Linked DNA regions of Canis lupus: region 2 is linked to region 1. Evidence: chromatin contacts called from public Hi-C data. All regions are on one chromosome and are shown on one strand. Each heading gives the region's core, a stretch centred on a gene start, on an enhancer-like site or on the middle of the called end of the contact. The rest is flanking DNA. Distances are from core to core; before and after follow the strand shown. Region 1 holds the start of YPEL2 (protein yippee-like 2). Region 2 has its middle 92 kb from the start of DHX40.

Region 1 (7,810 bases), core at 3,343-5,842:
AGGGACTGTCAGCAGTGAGCGAGACAGAAGCTCCCAAGCTTCCATGGGCCATCGAATAGACAATGTATTTCCAGATGGTATTAACGTGACTTGAAGGGATTAAGAGAGGCTGAGGGGCAGAGAAGGGAAGACTTGTTCCAGAGGGGCTCTCTGAGACCCAAGTGAGATCCCATCATGTAAACGTCTGGAGAATGGCATTCTGCAAAGGGTAACTACCAATAGAAAGGCCCAATGACAAAAACAAACACAAACCTTCAACGTTATAGAAACCTGAGGAAAGCTGGTGCAGGTAGAGCAGACTGAAGCAAAATGGACCAGGTAAGGACCTGTAGGAAACCGGGCAAGAGAAGTTGGGGGAAAGGGATAGGCTGTGCAGTGCCTACAGGGAACCAAGGTGGATCATGTCTAAAGGGCAATAGGAAGCCACAGGAAAACTTTAAACAGGGGAGTAGCATAATCCGATTTATTTTAAAAACTCAGGGGGCTATATTCACAAATCCCAGGGAAATTCAAATAGGTGTGGTCCTTAAAAGATACAAGTCACATCTCTTGTTAAGGAATAGATCACTGAAAACTATCTACTCTAACAAAATACCTTCAGCCTGCAGGCTCTGGCTTTCCATAATGGGAGGCTACAATTTTAAAAGATGATTCCCTTTCCAGAACTTTATACCCCTTCATGCTAAGGGAATGCAATTGTCAGGGCACCTACTGTTTATTTATTTATTTATTTATTTATTTTAATTTATGATAGTCACAGAGAGAGAGAGAGAGAGAGAGAGAGGGGCAGAGACACAGGCAGAGGGAGAAGCAGGCTCCATGCACCGGGAGCCCGACGTGGGATTCGATCCCGGGTCTCCAGGATCGCGCCCTGGGCCAAAGGCAGGCGCCAAACCGCTGCGCCACCCAGGGATCCCTGTTTTTTTTTTTTTTTTTTTAATAATCTTTTTTTTTTTTTTTTTTATGATAGTCACACACACACACACAGAGAGAGAGAGAGAGAGAGAGAGAGAGGCAGAGACACAGGCAGAGGGAGAAAGCGGGCTCCATGCACCGGGAGCCCAACGTGGGATTTGATCCCTGGTCTCCAGGATCGCGCGCCCTGGGCCAAAGGCAGGCGCCAAACCGCTGCTCAACCTAGGAATCCCTCACCTACTGGTTTGTTGATGGACCCTAGAGAAATGCCAAGATAATTTACCAAGGAAACTGATCCTGATCCTCCATTTCAGTCCCATCTAGACATCTCTTCCCTCTGCTTTTCTATACTAGGATATCCTATCCTTTGCCATCCATTTGTTGCTTTCTTTTTTATTGTAGGCTCAAAACACTAAACATCCTAAATGTAAGCAGCTGACCAAACTGAACATTAAACAATCCTACAGTTAGTGTTCCCATATAAAGCATACTTTTGGCAGGAAGGACCATAGTTTAATTTGAATTTGGAGAGAGTTCTATTTGAAGCTAAATGCAGTTTTGATTAATTTAAGGAAATTTCTTCTACCAACATGTTTAGACACAGTGAGAGGGAAACATCTAACATGTGGATGCATCAGGTGTTGTATGTTTGTACTTGAAGGTAAAGATAGAGGTAACTTACAAGATTCACCTGCACACAGGAGCCATGGTATCATAAGAACCAGGCCTGAGGTAGGCAAGGTCAGGTGAACTTGTGCCTCTTCTTACTAAACTGTTGACAAACCCTGACTCCCCCATCCTCCAAGAAAAATCACCAGCTTGCCTGCCCTTCCCCCAGGCCACATGGCTTGGAATACTCAGCTATTCAACAACATCAACATTTTCTGCTGACCAACTGTTAATACCCCAGGCATAATAACTATGTCACTGCCTCAAAACTATTAAATTCATTAAAACCATGAAAATTCACATAATCTATGAATAGTACAGCAGACTCATCAACACTACTCACAACCCCAACCCCACGCACCTAAAAACATCCAGCCATACAGAACACTGAACAGCAGCCCTCAAATGGATTGGGCACGGTGGTATGGGAGGGATGGGGGTCTTATAAGCCAACGCTTCACAGCAGCTGAAAGCAAACAATGCTATACCCTTAGACCTATCAAAGTCTAGGCTAGTGTGACTAGCAGATGAATGATCTTGGATTTGCATAGAGTGGGTCACACACATGACTAAGGCTTTGCATGCTTCATATCCAGTTAATGCCTTTCATTGTTCATTGCCCAAATTCCCATTAGACCAGGGTTTCTTATTGACCACCTGCATCACAACCTCATAGTCCACTTATTAAAAATGCACCCCATTGAGAATAAACATCTCCAGAGTGGACTGACAGACCGCAATTCTGAACACTATTCAGGTCATCTTTGTACACATTTAAGTTTGAGGACCTCTGCCCTAAAGCAACGTTTCTTGAACTGTGGGCCATCACCCATTCACCCATTTGGTCAATAAATCAAATTAGCAGCCCATGACCAGCAGTTGGTTTGTTGTTGTTGTTTTAATTAAGAAGAAAAAACTAGAGAGCACACAGCAGGTAACAAGGGTAATTGTTTCCTGGAACTTATCACAGTTGTGAACCTCAGTGCAGTGATATAAAAGGTATTCCTTACTTTGGATCCCAAAGTTTGAAAACCACTCTCCTAGAGGGAAGAAGGAAAACAGTACTCTTGTGCATGATGTTTATTTTCCATTTTCCATCCCTAACAGCAAGTTTTATTTTAATTCAAGCACCAGATACCAAGACAGGTCCCAGAAATTCTATTACCAAATCCTAAACCAATAACGCAAATAACTCGAGGGGTAGGAGCCCAAGGCCCCCACTCTTGCCTGAGACCCTTACCATGGAGCTGGGAATAAGGGATGGTGCCAAAAGGAAGTTTGCACAACTCTCCTCAGGCCAGACCAGTTTCTCAGTAAAGAACTTATAGCCATTCATATCACAGCCCAGAGGAATTAAAATGTTCCACATCAGGGACAAGATTTAGCCTTAGCATAAGTGCTAAGGAAATGAGGAGAGAAACAGAACTCAAGATTCGGCCCACCTTTGCATCCTGTGGCAATGACAAAGTCATAGCAAAGCCAGGGAGTGGTCATCCGACCCTACTGACTACAAGGCCTGGAGTTTTCATAACCAGGAGAGTACTGAAGAACAAACATGTGAGGTCATCTCCCTCCCCAGAGCCAGTGACAGGAGTTACCTTGGGCAAGTCACTTAACTTCTAAACTTCCTAACCCTTGCTCTCCCCATGTTCTGTTACTGAATGAGATACAGGGAAGCAATTACCCTGATTGCCCAATGCGCTAGGACAGAGGAGCCCACCTTACTGGACCAGAAGAGAGGAACAAGAGAGGAAGGGCAAAGAAAAGATAAATAGCTAGAGGTCTCATTAGCCTTTAGATTCACCAGAAGCAAGGACTCGCTTAAAAGATCCTCAGGACCCCAAGACAGCAAATTGACAAGGCGGCCAGAAAGAGCAGTTTTGTGTGCCATTCACACCGGTGGGGCTGTGGGAGGGTCTGCTACATGCAGCAGAGAAAAACGGAGGACACTCACTCACTTGGCTTTTTAGGCGGTTGTAAGCTGAGAGTGAAGTCAGAAGTGGCAGTCTCCTGGGCTTCGTCCAAAAGAACAGGTGGTTACCCCAACGGGGGAAGAGCCACCACTTGAGTCAAGACACCCAGGAGGTCAGCGGCCAAGGAGGGTGGACTTGAAGCAGTGGGAGGTCGGGGCTGCCCCTTGGCGCCAGGTCCTGGGAGGTGCCCGCTGGGGAGGCCCCTCGGTCCCGTCGGGCAGGAGAGAGTCGGCGCCCACCCCCTTGGCAAGGACAGCCGGAGGCTCCGGGAAGCGGCCAGGCAGGAACTCGGCTGCGGTTACCTCGGCCCTGGGCCGGCCAACCGCCGCTGGGAGTTTCGAGGGCTGCCAGCACCCCCCCTCCACAGGCGGGGGCCCCGAGGGCGGCGCCCCGGGACCCAGCGTCACCGAGGACAGAGAGCGTCCGAAGCAACTCCGCCGCCGCCCCCCCGCCCCCCCGCCCCCGGGCCCCGACGGAGCCCGAACCCGCAGAAACTATGCTGAGGAGCCACAGCCACCGGGTGTCCGAGTCCCATCCGCCAAGCCACGCGCCCTAGACTCGCCCGGGCCGCGACCCGGGGACCCACAGCACCCCGGGTGTTTTTTGCAGGAGCCGCGGGGCCCGGCAGTGTTTGTAAACAAACCGGTCACGTGGCTCCGCGGCCCGCCGCCCGCCCCCTAGCGCCCGCAGCCCCCGCGGGGACCCCGCGCCGGGCCCCGCCTCGGCCGCGCAGGGCACAGGGCGCCGCGCGCTCCGCGGGCTCCGCGGGCTCCGCGGGCGCCGGGCCGGGGCGACTCCGGGACCCGTGCCCGGCGCCCGCGCTGACAGCGCGCCCCACGCCCACGCGCGCCCGGCCCGCGCCGCGCTCCGGGTTCGCTTACCCGGCCGCAGGCGGCCCCGTCCGGCCAGTGCAGGGCTCGGCTCCGCCGGGGTGCGCAGCAGCAGCGGACCGCCCGGCTGGCTCCCGGGCTCCGGGCGCGCTCTTAAAGCCACAGTCTCCGCCGCGGCCGCCGCCGCCACTCCGCATCCCTCCGGGTCGGGGCCGGGGGCTGCCAGGTGACGGACGCGCCCCCGCGCCTATCCCCTCGCCTCGGCACCTAGCAACACGTCGCGGGTTGGCTCGGCACGGCCGCAGCCCATCCGCCCCGAGCCAATCAGCGAAGGACGGAACTCCGCCCCCCGCTTCCCCAGCCTCCCACCCCCCACCCCTCTGCCCCGGCCCGGCTGGGGTGCGGGGAGTGCGGCGAGCGCCGGGTCTGGCCCGCCGCGGCTCGTGCTCCTCCTGCCGTGCCAGGCTAAGCTGGGCCACTGGCCGAGGAGCAGAGAGACGGATGGGGACGGTTGGCTTTCAGTGCCTGGAAGGAGACCGTTTATTTGCGCTTGGGTTTTGTCCCCAGGTCAAGGCCGGGATTCCTAGAACCTGGGGTTAGGAGTGGGGAGACTGCCTAGTACTTGTAGGGCCAGGACAGTAACTGCCTCCTTGCACCTTAGCCATTCCTGACTCAGAGCCTAAGTTACCTGAAGAGGTCCCCAGGACCCGGGCCAGTTGAATTTAGCAAGATAATGCCGAACGAGCCCAGGCCCTAGTCAGAAGCAAGGCATATCTCCACTTCCCTCTGTTCTGCCAGTAATTCCAACCAGTTAAAAGTAGGAAAGATGTAGTAGGGGAACTGGAAGGCGCCCAGCCTCCTATTGCTGCTGGTTTTCCAAGTTTTCTGAAGGGAAATGTGGATGGTTAGCCTACAAAAGTAGGATGGTCAGTGACCAGAAGGGAGAAGCCCACGTTCTGGATCAGTGCTTTTCAAGAAAGAGAAGGTTAAAAAATAAGCCCAGGTAGTCAGGAAATCCAGGAAGGCACCAGGTGGGTGGAGTGGGCAGTGTCCCTGTAGTAAAACAGGTCAGTTTGAGATGAGAAAGAATGCCCGCAGGGGTGAGGGGAAGAGAGGGGCCCGGCCTTTTCACATCACCACCAAGGTTCTGCAGTTCCTCAGAGAGCTGTAGGAAACCCCATGTTTTATTGAGCAGCTCTCAGGATGTGAGATGCACCTGGAGGTGCAGCTGACTCCACCTCCTTCCATATACTGGTTTGCACAGAAGCTGAGAATTGTTACTGGGGTAGTAGATCCCCAGGTGACTCTAACTTCACCTGCAAGTCTATCCAGCTGTCTTTAAAATAGATCTGATTCAGTTACTATACATCGCATTCATGTTGTGTTCAGTTGATAGACGTTGCATGGTTGGATGTGAATCCAGTCCTAATGTCAGTAAAATGTTCGTAAAAACAACAAAAAATCATGAGTATCATACATACATATCAATCTCAAATTTGCAGTTTGGGTGTAAGCAGGAGCACCATGTCACTGTCACTGTTCACATTTGACAAACTTGGAAAGTCTAAAGCTGGGGGGGGTGGGGAAGCTCTTCAGATAAGAAAGAATCATGAACAAGAAAGGTTTAACAATCCTTTATCTAAAATGTGATGGGCTCTTTAGATTACCATGAGGCTGATTTCTAACCCTGATGTGCCTTCTGGGCAAATTTCACAGTGGAAAACAAAGAAGATTGAGATAGCATGATTTCTAAAGTCCCTTCCCCTCCAAAATTCTAAGTAAGGCCAGGAAATCAAACTTGCTACAACGTTTCAGCAATATTCTCCCGGTGAATATTTGTGTTGCCAGATCAACATTCCCTGACAGTAGATGCTGCATTAGTTTAACACCTAGGATACTTGGATGTTATGTAACAAGATTGGTGGCTACTGTTTCTGTTTAAATAAGAGATAACGTTAGCTAAGGAGGACAAGCCTGGTGCAGTGGCTCAGAGGGAGATCTGAGGACCCCTGCAGGCCTGCAGTGTGTATGCCGGGGACAGGAGAAGGGAACAGGTCGGTAGGACCAGGAGACAATAGAACCAACCAGCCAGCCAAAGGACAACAAAAAAATATTTATTAAGACTGATTATGCCTCCTCCAGTCAAAAGCGCCAACTATGGTGAGTTGCTAAGCGTGAAGGTAAAAGTGGAACAAAGTAGTAGAAGCAACTTCTGTCCCTCTCTGAAAGCAAGCACCTCTCATTGCCCCTAGGTACATATAAACTCAGTCCCTATTACGAACAGAGCTTCCTGCTTGACTCGGATGATACTATTCTGAAGAATCTACAGACGAGAGAATCTGGGACCAATAGAGAGTGTATAAGAATAGATATTTATCCTGTAGGGCAAAAAATGAGATGGAGAGAATGTAGGGAAAGACACAAATTTGTTCAAGTTTAGCCAAAGAGTTCTAAAAAACAACACTTACTGCCAGTAAAAGTAAGAGGCTTGGCAGTAAAAGTTTGAGAGGTTCCTGGCCTCACAGGTCATCAGCTTGGCTTTGTTAATGGCCTGGTACCATTGTCTGTCTGTGAGGCCAAACATTCATTTCCAAAGCCTTAACAGCCATTCTCTCCCAGCATCTTTTCTCTGATCCCATGTTCCCACTGTTGCTACATCCACATTTGATATGTTTACACCTTCCTTTCCCTCACCCCCACACTAATCCATCAGCAGGTCATGTCAGGTCTACTTCAAAAATGTATATTTGTATATTTGTTCCAGACACGTCTGTCTGCTAATTGGAGCCACCAACATCTCTTGCCTAGAGGAAGCATGGCCTCCCAACTGATCTTCTGGCTTCCAATCTGTTCTCTACACGACACCAAATGATACTCTTTCTTTTTCTTTTCTTATTTAAATTGAATTTGCGAATATATAGTATAATACCCAGTGCTCATCACACCAAATGGTACTTTTTCAAAGCAAACTCCTTACAATGGCCCATAAGGCACTGTTAACCAAGTTTGCCAACCTCTCTGGTCTTCGCCTATCGCCGCTTTGCTCGTGCTGCTCCAGTCAAGCTGGCTGCCTTTATTTTCCTCAAATGCACCAGGCCTACCTAGACTGTTATAGTATTTTTATTTGCTGTTCCCTCCACCTGAAACACTTTGCCCCAGAAGGCTGCCTCCTTGCCACTTGGTCCCCAAGTCAAATGCCTCCTTGCGAGAAGCCTCCCTGACCACCCAATCTTCATGCCTCCCTGCCAGTGTACCCTCTGTCATATCTTCTCTCACCTCATATTCTTCATACCACATATCACTCTCTGAAATTACCTTGTTCACGTATTTACTTGTTTTCTGTGTCTGCCCCATCCAACTCTCTAAAGTGTCAACTCCATAAAAGAACCAAGGACCTTGTCTGTCTTTCTTCCTATTGTTTTC
Region 2 (7,810 bases), core at 2,282-4,781, 94 kb before region 1:
AATGTTGATGGAGTATAAGAATAGAAGAAAACTCTAAGTAACCCCCAAATAGATAGTATTGGGTTGGGTTGTAAGTAACAGAAAGCCAGACAATGGCTTTACCCTATGGGGACTGTATTTCTTCTCATTTAATAAACCCAAATGTGGTCAGTTCAGGGCTAATGAAGTGCTCAATGACATTGTCAAGGTTTCCTCTTTCTTTCTACTCCACCATTCTTAGTGTGTCACTTTTGCCAATGTTACAAGATGGCTACTGAACTTCTAAGGTATTGTATCTGTGTTCTAGGTCAGGAAGAAAAAGGAAGGGATAAGAGGCCAAACTGAATCAGTCCCTCTCAGGAAATGTTCTCAGAAGCCCCAAGCAGATACTTGTGTTTATATCTTGTTGGCCAGAATTGGAACACATGGTCCCCTTCCCTGCAAGGCAGTCTATGGTAGAAGAAAGTGAAAGAGAAGAGAGCTACGAATAGCTTTTGGCACCCAATACACAGTCTCTACAGGCATGTAAATAGCTAGGTATCTTTAGTTAATATTTCATAAAAGTGACATCTAAAGAAGCTAACATGGCCAGAGTCTGTTGCCTTCCATTCATAAAGCAAAAATTTTTGAGAATCTTCTACCTATTAATACTTTGCTGAGAATATAAAGATAGATGTGATACATTGCTTCATTTGTTCTCTTCATAACATCTTTTTGAAAGTTCCAAGTAGGGGGTGCCTGGGTGGCTCAGTTAAGCATCTGCCTTCAGCTCAGGTCATAAACTCAGGGTACTGGGATCAAGCCTCACATTAGGGCCCCTGCTCACTGGGGAGTCTGCTTCTCCCTCTCCCCCTTCCTGGTGCTTGTGATCTGTCAAATAAATAAATGAAGTCTTCTCCTTCTTCTCCTTCTTCTTTTCTTCTTCTTTCGGGAGGCGGCGGAGGCGGAGGGAGAGTGCTTGAGGATGGAGGGGGGGGGGGGGGAGGATTAGGAGGCGGCGGGGCGGCTTTGGGAGGAGGACTTTTGGGGCAGGAGGAGGGGGGAAGAAGAGGCTTCTTCTTTTTCTCTCCTTCTTCGTTTCTCTTTTTTTTCCTTTTCTCTTTGGCTTCTTCTTCTCTCTTCTTCTTTTTTCCTTCTCTTCTTCTTCTTTATTCTTCTTTCTTCTTCTTCTTCTTTATTCTTCTTTCTTCTTCTTCCTTCTCTTCTTTCTTCTTCTTTTTCTTCTTCTTCTTCTTCTTCTTTCTTATTCTTCTTTCTCTTCTTCTTCTTCTTTCTTCTTCTTCTTCTTCTTCTTCTTCTTCTTCTTCTTTCTTCTTCTTTCTTCTTCTTCTTCCTTTTTTTTTTTTTTTTTTTAAAGAAAGTTCCAAGTAGTAAGGGAGTCCTAGGACTCAGGGGACAAGTAGGTGTGCTCAGCTTTACGTTGCTTCTTCACAACAGTTTCAAATGCAATCAAAACAGGAATTGGGGCAGCCCTGGTGGCGCAGCGGTTTAGCTCCGCCTTCAGCCCGGAGGTGTGATCCTGGAGACCCCGGATTGAGTTCCATGTCGGCTCCCTACACGGAGCTTGCTTCTTCCTCTGCCTCTCTCTCTCTCTCTCTCTGTCATGAATAAATTAAAAAAAAAAAAAAGGAATTGAATTACTCCATTAAGATAACTAGCTCAGTCAACTGTTCAATGTTCTCACATAAATGGTTCCCTTTTTGAAAAATTATCCTAAATTAAATTCGTATTCAGTCTTGCCAAATTAACTTCAGTGGCTTAGTTGGACCAGCATTGTTTCCAACGTTTATGGTAACTTGTTTATGTTTATAGAATAATTATGATACCTTGCATTATACTAAATGGTAACAGAGATCTATTTGGGGTAAACTACTTACCCCTTACTTACTTTTTTTTTTTTAAGATTTTATTTATTTATTCATGAGAGACACACACACAGAGAGAGAGAGAGAGAGGCAGAGACACAGGCAGAGGGAGAAGCAGGCTCCATGCAGGGAGCCTGATGTGGGACTCGATCCCGGTCTCTAGGATCAGGCCCTGGGCTGAAGGCGGCACTAAACCGCTGAGCTACCGGGCTGCCCTATAACTTAAAAATATTAGTGATACCACCCTAATTCCTTGTCTGAATAGGCCAAGCATAAACATGTAGATTTCCTTAAAGAAAGCTGCTGCATTAGACTTCAAATTGGCTTGAGATTTTTTAGATCAGAGATAGGCATGTTATAGCCAATGGGCCAAATCTGAACTGCTGCCTGTTGTAAATAAAGTTTTATTGGAACACAGCTACACCCATTTGTTTATGTATTGTCTAAGGCTACTTTGTAATTATAACTGGCAGAGCGGAGTAGTCATGATAGAGACTATTTGACCCTCAAAGCCTAAAGTATTTGCTATATGGCCTGTTATAGAAAAAGTTTCATTTATCATTACTTAGCATATATTAGGCACTCAATCAATGCTTCTTGATTTATTGAATGAATATACTCAAACCCTTCAGATATGATTTATCCAATATTTGCTTGTTTGATAGTAGTTTGCTATTGTTGACAGATCATATGCCTCACAAAAAGCATATTAATGCTTTGAGATTCCAGAATGCAAACTGCTAGGTCTAAGTTTTCAAAAAGTTGGCCTTTGGGCTAAAAATATCTCATTGACATGCTTTATTTGGCCCATATGAGGTTGCTGTTGTTTGTTTTCAAAGGAGCATTAGCTGCCAACATTTAAAATTAAAGAGACTTCACATATTAATGTAAATTTCCAGCTTCTCTCGAAAATTAGAAAGATCAAGCAATGTGAGCACACAATTTGGTTAGGGCCATGACCACCAAGGGCTGGGCAGCTGTTGCCTCTCAGGATAGGTAAGTCCTGTCCAGCCCACCACAGTCCCCCACTCACTATAGACTTACCCAAGGCTGACCCCAGCCTTATCTGCTTGGCCCTTTTGTGGATACTTGTATTTAAGATCTTCACTCTAAGACAATCATTTCCTACAAAGGCCCCTGAACTATAACACTAGTGGACTACTACTATTGCTTCATCTTGTATGGAAAAAGAGACTGGTACATCTAAAGGCAAAACAGGAAAGAATGACAATGCTTTTAAGACTGTTACCTTCATTCCCACTAGAACACAACTTTATTCCACCCCCTCCTTCCATTTTCAAACAAGCCTGAGGACTCAACCTACTTTCCTTCCAGCTATTCAGCTCCTGCCACCCACTCCATCCCCTAGAGTTGTTTACCCCAACCCCTGGACTGCTGTCCCCCCAGTCCCCTGCTTCCTCGGGCTCTTTCTGTTTTTAGAGTTTTACTGTTAATCATTACAGGGAAACAGGAAATGACAAGGAGGAAATCACAAAGTTCAAAAAACAAATTATGGTCCTTAACAATCATGGTTCCTGATTCTGGGGATGCAATGGCACCTGGAAATCCCCTATGTTTATTCTTTCCTGCTAGGTTCTCATAGCTGGTGGATTACGTTTTATAAAGGGCCTAGAGATTCTGTAATAGCCGAATGGTGCTGACGAATCACCTTGATAGAATCAGAGCCATTAGGTGGCAGCACAGGGCATATCTTTTCAAGTCTTTCTATACCAGGCTGGCAGATGGGAGGCACCGAATTATCTAGGAGAGGACAACTTAGTGTCTTGTCAGGACCAGCACTGGGGCTGAGACCAGAAAGAGGATAGGCACATGCCAAGAGGCTCCCAGTCCCACTGTGCTGTCGAATAGCCAAGTGTGGAGTTCTTGTCTCCTTCTGTGCCTTTCCCTGATATGATGATCAGAATCACAGATTCTTGGTGCTGGTAAACATCTTCCACTCCCACTCCTTGGTTTTACTGACAAATAAAGCCAGGTCCTGAGAGGCTGGCCTGTCCACCTATTGGTACTAGGCCATGAGACCAGTCAGACATTTCCACAGCTTCACTTGTGCTGCCAGCCCTTCTGGTCTATCCCTCCTAGTTAAAAAGCATTTATTGAAGTCTGCTTTGTATAGTTAGACTAGTTATGGGTGCCCGGGTGGCTCAGTCAGTTAAGCATCTGCCTTCAGCTCAGGTCCTGGGATTGAGTCCAGCATCGGGCTCCCTGTTCAGTGGGAGAGTCTGCTTCTCCCTATACTCCTCCCCTGCTTATGATCTCTCTCTCATGCTCTCTGTCTCAAATAAATAGATAAAAATCTTTAAAACTTAAAAAAAATTGTCTTTTTTAAAAAAAGTGAAGACCGATTTTCCTTGTTTTGAAGGTGAAACTAAGATGGAGTTCTTTGTCTCTGACAGAGCAGGACTTCTTATAGGAAACAGAGACTATAGACTGGACCCCGGTCAACAAAAGTAAGCTTTGTTTCTGCCTCCACCTACTTAACCCATCTGGAGAAAAGTGAGGGCCCTTTGTCCAGAAGGGGAGTTACAACTCTCAACACTATGCAGGCTAGTGGGTGCTCTTGTTTCTGGGATCAGCTAGTATAATTGTGGCTCTTATCAAGAGTGGCCTAGCATCAGGGCTGGGCCACGCACAGCCAAATAATTCATCAGTCCTCTCAAATTACATTAGTAAAACCACTCATACTCCTCAAATTTAAACACAAATTCAAACAATTGCATTATAACAAAATTACGTCCTCAGGTTTCAATTAATTTAGAGGGCAGTCTCATGATCGAAAGGAAGAGGACTTACCCTTTGATCATGAGGTAGCACTTACTTGAATGGATCTGGCCTCACAAGAGGAATTTGGGAACTACTACCAATATAAAGCATTACTTGTTTAGTTGAGGCACCATCCTGGGTGTTTTAGGGCCTTGCTACTCAAAAAGTGGTCTTCCAACCAGCACCAATACCTAGAAACTGGTTAGAAATGCAGAATCTCAGGCCCAACCTACTCCTGCTGAATTAACATTTTCATTTTAGTAAGATCCCCTATTGATGCCCATGAATATTAAAGTTTAGGGAGCACTGCTTTAGGACACTCTAATAAATACACCCTCAAATAGTGCTTACTTCAAAGAACTTACAGACTGGTTTAGGAGCACAAACCACCCATGTGAAAAAATGTCTTGAAAGTGACCACTAAGAAATGTGTCATTAATGCCAGATAGGCTGCCCTAGCATATACAACACATTTTGACAGGACGCAAAAGAACGATTATGGCTAAGAGGTGTCAATCTGTGAGGTGTCTGGTGGTGAGATTTTGATAAGCATGTATTAATGGGGAGGGCAAAAGACAGGGGAAGGCATATGATGTGGAGAGATCAGGATAAAACCCCAGAAGAGGCAAAGTATAAATTCTAGACAGTGGCCTACAGATATTTTATTATCTTATGCATGTCCCCAGACTTTCCTTGAATCCTTATAGCACATTACATGCTCCTGTGACTCTGCATGCATATAACCTCATCACATGTTATGCCTTTTGGTTTTGTCAGTGGTTCTCATGGAAAGTCTTCAAATGTGCTCACCAACATGCAAACTTTTTTCCTTTGGATTCAAACAGGCCGGTCCTTACCTTTTCCCTTCTTGTGCAGTTGGCTGTGATTTCTAGCTCTTCTTTTATAATCGGGTAAAAGGAAAATTCCTTACATGTGCACTCTCCTAAATTGCTTGAGCCTTTCTAATGTGGTGCAAATCTTTGCTGTAAAGCTCTTAATCAGATCTCATAAAAGATTAGCCCAAATGTGTTTTCAGTTTCTAGATAAAGTTAATCATCCTTGAGGGCCAGGAATTAACATGAAAATTGGAAACTTGTGTTGTTCCTGTCTTTAGGTCTAGATTTAGTTTCAAAGCAAAAGTGATTGCACAGAAAATGAAATCCAGAGTTTCAGTGTTTATTTTCCAAATGAGCTGGTGTGATTGTAACCCTCTCTTCTTCACACACACATCTGATAACCCAAAGAGTTGACCCAGGGGTGAAACAGTAGGCATGAAATGGAAAGTGGAAGAGCGCCCCCACTGGATGCCTGAGGGTAAGCAGTCCCACCAGCTCCCTGAAGCAGCACACCTAAACTGGAGAGTCCACAAAAGAAATATGATCAATATGAGGAAATAATACCCTTTATATAATTCCTTAGAATAATTTCACCAAGATCAGGGACTCTTCCCCTTTCTCTGAGAGCTATTGGGGTTTCTGAAATCAGGCTGGAGCCCTGAGTCTGCCCAAGTGGGTGTTTGCCCCTTGGCTTCAGGGCTGCAAATTCCTTTGACCAGTAGCACTGGGAGGGAGGACGTCTAATGCCCAGGAGCAGCTGACTGCTCATCTCTGTCACAGCTCATCAGCAAACAGCTTGTCACCAGCTGCCCAGTGCACCCAGAAAAAAATGGTTCCTACATTCACAGAGATAATTTGAGTTGATAGGAATAGCATCAGGGGAAGAGAATGGCGTCACCAAATCAATACTTAAGCTTCACAGATTAATGTCTTGGCTCTGGCTCTGAGTTTATATTCAGGAGGCCATTGCTCTCAGACAGAGACACTAAACGGAACAGACATTTCATTCCAAGCAATAGCAAATTCCCTTTTCTTAATGAGGAGTCAACTAGAGACTAGATATGTTAAAGAAAATTCATTGAGAACATCCATTAACTGTGAATTTTATGTTTATTGTGTCACACCTCTAGAAATAATGTGGAGATGCCAGGAAGAGGAGCTGCATGCCTGGTATGAATGCTGATGATAGGAATGAATCTCTCTACACCCATGTTCACAGGAGCATTATGCACAATTGCTAAAACATAAGTAACTCCTGTGTCCATTGATGGATGAATGGTGAAAAAAAAAATGTGGCAGATACATATAGTGGAATGTGATTCAGTCTTTTCCTGAAGGAAATTCTGATACAAGCCACAATATTGATGTACCTTGAAGATATTATGCTAAGTGAAATAAACCAGATACGAATAGGACAAATACTGTATGATTCCATTTATATGAAACACCTAGAGTAGAGTTCCTAAAGACAGAAAGTAGAATGGTGGTTTCCAGGGCCTGGGGTGAGAGGGCAATGGTAGTTACTATTTAATGGGCAGAGAGTTTCAGTTTAAGAAGATAAGAAAGTTCTGGAGATGGATGGTGGTGATGGTTGCGCAACAGTGTGAATAAACTTACTATTACTGAACTGTACACTTAAAAATAGTTAAAATGGTAAATTTATGTTAATGTATATTTTGTCACAATAAGGGGGGAAAATGAATCTTTTATCCATCATTCAGCAAACCCTTTATTTAAAGGAATCTCAACATCACTGGTTCCAAGGAGATTTCTTGGAAATGTTCAGTGGAGTACAAGTGGTTTAACCCCTGATTAAGTTTACTTTAGGACATAAATTTATAATCATAGAGGTTGACAAACTGATTACATATCAATCAGCCATGCAAAACAACAAGATTGCAACATGGTGACATAAGATTTACCAGCTATGCAGTTTTCCTATCCTGTAGATCAGGGTTTTTCAAACTTCCATGTGTGTGAGAATCACCTAGGTGTTAAAAAAAATGCACACTCTGATTTAGTAGGCTTGGGCTTGAAGCTTGAAATTCCACTTGTCTAAACATCTCCAGGTGTCACTGCTGATTCTCTGGTCCAGGGGCCCAATTTTAAGTATCGAGAGTGTAAATCTCTCATGAGAAGATTCCCGTCAGGCTCCCTGCATGGAGCCTGCTTCTCCCTCTGCCTGTGTCTCTCTGCCTGTGTCTCTCTGCCTCTCTCTCTCTCTCTCTCTCTCTCTGTCTGTCTCTCATGAATAAATAAATAAAATCTTAAAAAAAAAAAAAAAAAAAGGGTACCTGGGTGGCTCAGTGGTTTAACGCTGCCTTCAGCCCAGGGTGTGATCCTGGAGAC

The links. A called contact is a pair of places that touch in the nucleus more often than the background predicts.
Region 2: a Hi-C map of liver shows a contact between it and region 1, with 3 times the contacts expected there. The contact joins the enhancer-like site here to the promoter of YPEL2 in region 1. A contact is called at or near these places in 4 of 9 Hi-C or Micro-C datasets (amygdala, blood, liver and 1 more).

Annotation. Positions count from the first base shown.
Region 1 is chr9:33,835,833-33,843,642 of UU_Cfam_GSD_1.0, reverse strand. It overlaps YPEL2 (protein yippee-like 2), which reads right to left and starts at 4,592. Exons shown (of 5, transcript XM_038547950.1): 1 at 4,439-4,592.
Region 2 is chr9:33,928,437-33,936,246 of UU_Cfam_GSD_1.0, reverse strand. No RefSeq gene overlaps it. Among named protein-coding and RNA genes, the nearest start is that of DHX40, 92 kb to the left of the region's middle. Within about 2 kb of position 3,531, at least 7 of the 20 cell types and tissues checked have an H3K27ac peak or open chromatin away from gene starts, as enhancers often do. A contact at or near this core is called in liver, where this site is marked.